2 separate regions of the Mus musculus genome follow, and region 2 is linked to region 1. Evidence: chromatin contacts called from public Micro-C data. All regions are on one chromosome and are shown on one strand. The core of a region is the stretch at or near the end of the contact, and the rest is flanking DNA. Distances in the headings are between cores, read along the strand shown.

Evidence for each region. Hi-C and Micro-C count contacts between places; a contact is called where the count stands out from the background.
Region 2: a Micro-C map of embryonic stem cells shows a contact between it and region 1, with 8 times the contacts expected there. The contact joins the promoter of Suco here to the promoter of Rabgap1l in region 1. A contact is called at or near these places in 2 of 39 promoter capture datasets (hippocampal neurons and pre-B cells), 3 of 484 Hi-C or Micro-C datasets (B cells and embryonic stem cells) and 1 of 9 other capture datasets (adipose tissue).

Annotation. Positions count from the first base shown.
Region 1 is chr1:160,791,162-160,794,744 of GRCm38.p6, forward strand. Rabgap1l (RAB GTPase activating protein 1-like) reads right to left here and starts at 1,777. Exons shown (of 21, transcript NM_013862.5): 1 at 1,575-1,777. Gm37083 (a long non-coding RNA gene) reads left to right here and starts at 734. Exons shown (of 3, transcript XR_003948752.1): 1 at 734-1,152.
Region 2 is chr1:161,874,916-161,878,498 of GRCm38.p6, forward strand. It overlaps Suco (SUN domain containing ossification factor), which reads right to left and starts at 1,767. Exons shown (of 24, transcript NM_001357402.1): 1 at 1,396-1,767. The coding sequence starts at 1,457.

The DNA of each region.
Region 1 (3,583 bases), core at 527-3,026:
GAGCTTCCTACCTTATTTGCAGCTTCCCAGAGCACAAATTAAGCTTTCCAACATGCTCACAGATAAGCCCTGAACAATCACATCTATTTCTCCCCAGGTGGTTTAGTATATTAAGAGTACATCTTGAACTAATTTAATATGGTCATCAATCTAACTCAAAGTCTTAGCTAGCTTCCCAAGAAGTACATTTTGTAGTAACATATACTATATTAAATTCATCTAGCCTTTCTCCTTTCAACCTCAGTGTCAGTTTCATATAGAGAACACAACTAAGACAATGAATCACAGGCCAATTTCCCTTTCCAGGCAGCTTGTAAACTAGTATTTTCCACGAATAGAATCCACTTCCAATTTGACTACAAACTTCATGTCTGTACCTCCTGATCACGATTACTGGACATTCTACAGAAGTGCAGCGGCTGCCAAATGTAAACACTACTACAAGAAAAGTCTTAAGGTTTTCAGGAAATTGTGTTCTCTGAATTGTGACAGTCAACTATCTACCTCTTCTCATACACAAGAAAATTTAGATGCATTAAAATCATCTAAACTGTCCATTGGAAAAAAAAATGCATGCTTTGACATCTGTTTCCAAACAGCACTAAGCAGGTCAAGCAAGCCCTTACCATTAAAGGTTAGCGGTTCATTTAATTTGCATACCATCGGTTCTGAAAAAACGATCGCCTAAATTCGAGTCTTTTTCTGATATAACCAACTCTGAGAAGTCCAAAAAGAATATATAAGCACCTGAACGAAACTGTCTTGAGACCACAAATGAACTTCTCAGTTCAGCCTTCCTTGCTCCTGGCCACCTCCCCAATGGCCAGTGGCCCCTTTCCACATGCTGACGCACTGCCCAGCCCTGCACCGTTGGCGATCCGAGCAAAGTACCAGCTCGGTCTCAGAAACTTTGACTCAGTTATCAGGACACGGAGGACAACATGCGCGTGGGTGTGGATGAGTGTCTGTCGGGGCCCACGCGGTCAACTTTGAAGCGGGGCATTCCTGGCAGGTAGAGATCTGCCCAAAAAACAGCCTATCCCAGACAGCAAAACCACAAGCATCGCCAGCAGGAACGGAGCAAAGTGCGCGGGGCGGAGGAAAGGGAAGAGCGAGGGAAGGACACGGGATCCAACCGACGCTTTCAAGTGGGTAAGAAAATAAACCTGTCCACACGCCCCCCCGGACTCGGGGTTGCTGGGACTGCGAGCCCAGCAGCAGCCACATCCCGGCCACCGCCGGCGGGGGCGGCGGCAATGTCAGGAGGGCACACTTGGAGGCGGCGGCCGCCCAAGCCACCACCCGGCCCCAGGTGAGGGGCGCCAACCCCGCCTCCCGCCCGGCCGCCCCACCGCGACGAGCCAGCCACACGGAGAACCCGGGTGTCCCGGAGGCGGCCGACGGTGCTGAGCCCGCCGGATGCCTTCCGCCCCGCTCCAGCATCCCGGTCCCGGGCCGGGCCTCGCACCCCGACCCTCTCTGAACCAGCCGGGTCCACCTCAAAACCCCCCGGAGCGCGGCTCCCAGCCGTCAGGCCGCCCTCGAGCCCCCCTCGAAGGCCGCTTTCACCTCACCTCACGTCTCCGCGGCCGTGCCGGAACAACAACTCTGTCAGACGCCCGAGTCCCACCCGCCGCCCAGAGCTCTGCGGCCGGGCCCGTCCCGTTCACTCCGCCGCGGCCGAAGCCCAGGGAGGGCGGAGGGAACGGGGCGGAGGGAGCGGGCTGGGGAGGGGAGAGGACCGCACGGCAGGAAGAGGCGAGGGAGGGGGCGGACTGAGGAGGAGGCGGTCGGCGGGAGCGCGCGCGCCCGGCCCCTCGGCGCGGCGTGCGCGCTCCCGAGGGCGGAGGTGCCTTCTCTGCCTAAGTCGGCGGCGCGCGCGCGCGTCCACAGGCTCGCTTGACTCGGCTTGGCCCCCCCAACCCTGAAAGCGCGGAGTACAAACCTGAGCAGAGGGCAGAGGGCGAGCTAGGAGAGCGGAGGCACGCGAGGACCTCCTCCAGCACGCGTGCTGGTGCCTGGCAATCATCCCCAGCACTGACTGAGTTCTAAGTCCCTTTTGGGGAGATTCTTTCTTAACAAACCTGTTTTACATATTTCCATTCCGTGAGGCCAGTAAGTCACCTCGGAGGACTAACTTTTCCACCGGGACTCTTTGTCCTTTGAAGGTGCTTGGAGGCATCCCCCTTCATTGATTCTTCCAGACTCAGACTACATAGGAAAGCGCTAACCCAACGGTAAAGGCATCCCGGGTCTCACCTTTTAGCCTTTCAGAGAGTAGATTTTGGAGGACAGATAAACTAAAGTATTTACTTTCTGCCACAAATATTGTACTAATTTTTGAACTGTGAATTTTTTCCTTTCTAGATCAAGCAGCCAGAAAAGACCTGTACATTCCTTGAATCTCATAAGAACTTTTTTTCTCAGGTTTATGGCACAAATATGTGTACCCTTAATCTGTGAAATATTTTAGAGATTCTAGAGGGACCTGTTCACCCATTTCTGTGCCTTTCATGATGAATCCTACCTGGCTTATAGAAAGTATCCGTTCAGTAAATATTACTGTTTGAATTGAATGTGTCCAGAGATTGGACCTCTAGAGTAGCTTCTTGAGTTGAAAGTTCTCTTTTCTTATAACACTTCAATTGGTCTGTCATTATTGTCCACCCAGATCCAAAAGCTACCCTGTAACATTTGTCAAAGGACCTTCAAACCCAAGTTTCTTTTCTCCTTTTTCTTAATGTTAATGCCTACAGATGCTGTGTCATAGCAAAAGTGTTCCAACTCATTCGGGTTTCCCCTCCGTGTTAGGTCCTTCCCAGAAGGTATTTTTGTTAAGCTCTGTACCCTGAGTAGACCTCCTAACCAGAACCTGACTCAATGCTTTAAGTTTGATACCTAATAAAGTTAGGATCTAATTAACACAAATCATCTGTTGACTTCCACGTTTGCAGAGTCTCATTGTAAATATACGAGAAGTAGATACTGAGCCAGGCTCTATGAGAAAATCAGCACACGAAAAGGCCATACATAGCATTTGCCTTCAGGTATCTTCTAAACAAAGCGAAGTTATTTGACAAAGGGGACAATGAAGGCTAGGACTTAGCTCACTTTCTCCTGTTTACCAGGAGGCCAGGCCTAAGAAGGGTGTGACTTCACGTGAAAGCCGGACTTCTCACTTCAGTTAACCTAATCTAGATCACCCCTCACAGGCACGCCTGGACGCTTGTCTCCCAGATAATCCTATATCCTGTCAAACTGACAATATTAAACACTGAACACAGCCAGGCACATCTTGTGTGTGGAGGAGAATGAAAAGGAGTTTTTCCTCACACTAGCTGCTGAGATGGGTGGGTTTAGTTAACGAAGCCACCACCTCTACAGTGAAGGAAGCTGACCCGAAGGCGAAGCTGACACATTATGAAAGAGTTCAAAATAAGCCAGAAGTCATCCTCTAGATTTAGTCATTTCCCTGAGTCAAGATGTTTTCTTAGTTACTTAGGATTTTTAAAATGAATTTAGATTTTTATTATTTGCAGTCAAGTCTGAATTTTTCAATACATATTATGGAAGGAAGAATCAT
Region 2 (3,583 bases), core at 517-3,016, 1.1 Mb after region 1:
AGATAGGATGCATTTTGGTTTTCTGTTAAGGTAAATCTATAGCACTCTAGGCAGGAAAAGAGAAAAGGCAGAAGGCTGTATCACACACAATCTATCAACTATGACAGTATAAGATCAAACTAAACTGCAGTAATAGTAATAGAGTAAGTCCTGGGTAGACCCTAGAACTGATTATTATATGAACATAGAATACTCAATCTACAAAAGAGAAGTGGGTAACAAAATCTGGAGATAATTTCTGAATGAGGGGAGAAAAGGCTAGTAAGAGAAGCTCACCAACTCTAAGAAATTGCTACCTAATCCTACACTGGTTTCAGGTACCAGTTTCTCTTAAGGAGTATTTAAAGGATTCAGAATGACAAGAAATACAGTCTTTCCAGTCAGATTTTCTCAGACAAGTGTTTTCTTGAGCCCATATTAATATATTATTCTATGTGAGCAACAACTCTACAACTTGAGCACCTCTGGATTCCATTACACCCATAAAAAAAAGGGAATTATTACTGGCGCTTTGAAGACATAAGGTAAATAAGAAAGTGTGTTTAGATTTTAGTATAAGAAGCAAAATCTCTTTAACACAAAGGCCATCACTTTCAGTCACCAAGTCTCAAGGCTCTTTGGGAATTCCTTCAGAAAGAATGGCTTTTCCAAGTACACCTTTAGCAATCCTTTGGTTCATAAGCTATGTCTGCTCCTGGACATCCAGAGATGTGCTTGAAATTAACTTGAACTCCATAGAACTTCAGAGAAAGGGACAGAGCGGGTCGCAAAAACCGTTTCCTTTCTAGTGCCAAAGAACATGCCCCAAAACTATGGCTGACTCCACATCTGTGATAATCCTCTCCCACCAGGCTAACCGAAAAAGGGCTTCATCAGGGATCCCGCCCGCCCCACGCCGCAGGGTTTCAAGGAGCAGCCCCAAAAGTACTATTGGTCAAGATTGTGCAAGACCTGACCAGAAGAACAACAGTTTAGACATTACTCTTACCCTCATGACGACTCACGTTTTCAAAATCACAGGTCCGGAACACATCACACCTGACTCGCCCCTGCCCTTACCTCATAACGAAAGCAAATGAACTGACAGCAAAACTGAGTAACTCACTCACTAGCTTTCTGAACACTACCCAAACTGCCCTAACTGCGGTGATGGGGTACCCGAGTACAAAGGCAAAAAGTGATCCCCAATATCCCCTTCTCTCCCTGCTGGAACTCTGCAAATTCCAAAACACAACTCGTAAACCACAAGAGGAAGAGCTGGGTGGCCGCTGTGTCCCTGGCTTAGGAGCAGGAGCACCAAGCAACCCAAAAAGCCGAGATGATTTGGGGGTGTGACCCGACCTACTCCCTCTTTCATCCCCACGGGAAGTCCCCAGAGGCCGGCCCCTTACTCACCAGACTAGAGAGCAGAGAGAGAGGCAGGAGACCAGGGCCAAGGCCCGCCGGTACTTCTTCATCTTCTCCTCCTTCTTCCCCCTGCCAGGAGGCGGCACATCCTCCCCACAGCAGCCACTGTCGAGGCCAAGATGGAGGAGCCGGAGCAGAAACGCGAGGATGGGACCGAGAGTCCGAAGAGCAGTGGGGCTTGGGGAGCGGTTCCGCAGCGGCTCGCGTCCCGGATGGCCTCCCCGAGAGGCCCACGGCAACGGGAATAGGGACGCTTCACAGGAGCGCTCGGGAGACTGCCGCCGCCGCCGCTCTGTCTGCCCGCTCGCCCGCGCCCGCCTCCTCCGGCCTTCGCCGCCACTGCCTCCCCATCCCCGCCCCGCCCGCCCGGGCCCTCGCTCCGTGCTGCCGGCGACCAACGGCCGCCGCGTACTCGCCTCTCAGCAGCCAATCCCCGGCCGGGCCAGCGCACCTCGCACTCCACTGAGCTGGGTGGAAGGAGACGCGTCACCCACGTCCCTCTCGGCTCGCGCTCCACAAGTCACAGCGCGGGCCACGCCCCCTCCGCTGACAAAGCTCCAAAACGCCACAACCGCCGCCCAACCTGCGCAGGTCCCACCCACTCGCTGGCGCTCGAACAGGAAGTCCTGTAACCCTCGGTCTTCCGCCTTTCAATGGCCTGCCCACTCTCGCTGGCACGCGCCGCCTCCGCGCACGGGTATCTGGGGCTTGTAGTCCTCCTGCCCGAACCCGCCTTTTTTTTTTTTCCTCCGTAGAACTCGCGGGTTTGGTTCTCGAGTTTTACACTTTCACTTCTCACCTTCAGACTGACTAGCTTTGTCATTTGTCATTGTTAAGTCTATAATTCTTCCTTGGAGCACAGTCATGGAACGGCCTGGAATGACTGGAGAGGGTCAGGAGAAAGCATGCTAATGCAATTTAAAAGTCGGTTTACCGGCAGTGGGTCGGGCTTACTGAGGTAGATGATGATTGGAAGGTAGAAAGAGGCGTGTCAACGTTTCCTCTCACATGATTGGCTGGGAAGGACTGAGCTTTTCTTTCACCTAAGTGAGAATTCCTACCTGCCCGCCAGATTCCTAAGATAGAGCTTTAGTGTTCTTTTTTGTTCTTTTAATTTCGGGCTGTGGGTTTGCTGCTGCAAGGCAGAAAAGACACTACGGACTCTCGGCGTCTGGAAGCAGAGAAAGCGAACTCCTACACATACTTGCTGTGAACAAGAAAAAAAAAAAGAAGTGGTGTTCACAGATGGAGACCCCAAAATCTGTAAAAAGCTGAGGCCCAGAATCCTACTTAGGGAGCGTTGGTGTGCAATCTCAGAATGCTTTGTGGCTACTGCCAGACATCTCTTCAAGTAGCTTACTGATCCTGAAAGACAGCAGTTGGAAGAGACTAGACTTTTGGCCTCTTAGTATAGCAGTTCCTTCCTCTAAGTCTCCCGTGTGCCTATTTAACATATCAAAGCAGAACTGGCTGCCACGTTCTCCCAGCATTCTTCAGTCTCTACCAGTTAGTTGCAGGATTCTTCTCATCAGCCCCTACTCCAAACTTCTCCAGCCCAGGGGCTGGGCAGCCATTCCCTCATGCACCCTTCCCTATATAATCCAGCCATTTTGGTTACCTGGCCCTTTTGGTCTGCCCTTTACCCTCCTGGCCTCTTGATCTCCTGGTCTCCTGGCTCTCCTTGCCTCCTCCACTTTCCTCACATGGCCCCTGCTCAGGTTCGTATTCACTCTGGACTCGTCCAGATGCCCCTGTCTCTGGCTATGTCTCCCTTGTATAAACCTCCTCTACCATGCCCAGGAGCAGTCATTCCCTTCCTATTTTATTTTATTTTATTTTCAGTTCCTCTCATCTATCTGCACCGCCATACCCATTAACCTCCTCCACTTCTCCCACCCTTAACTCCTGAGATCTGTGAACACTATTCTGTTCTCATCTTTGAAATTATCTTAATTTTCATGTATAAGAGAGACTACACGGCATTTGTATTTCTACCTCTGATTTTACACAACATTCTCCAATTTCATCTGTGTTACAACTAATGACAAGATTTCGTTCTTTTTATAGTTTAATGTGTAAATAAATATACTGTATTTTCTTTATCAATGGATCCCTAGGTTGCTTCCATATTTTGGCGACTGTGCAATTCCTCCTTGACATTTACCCAGGTGTTATG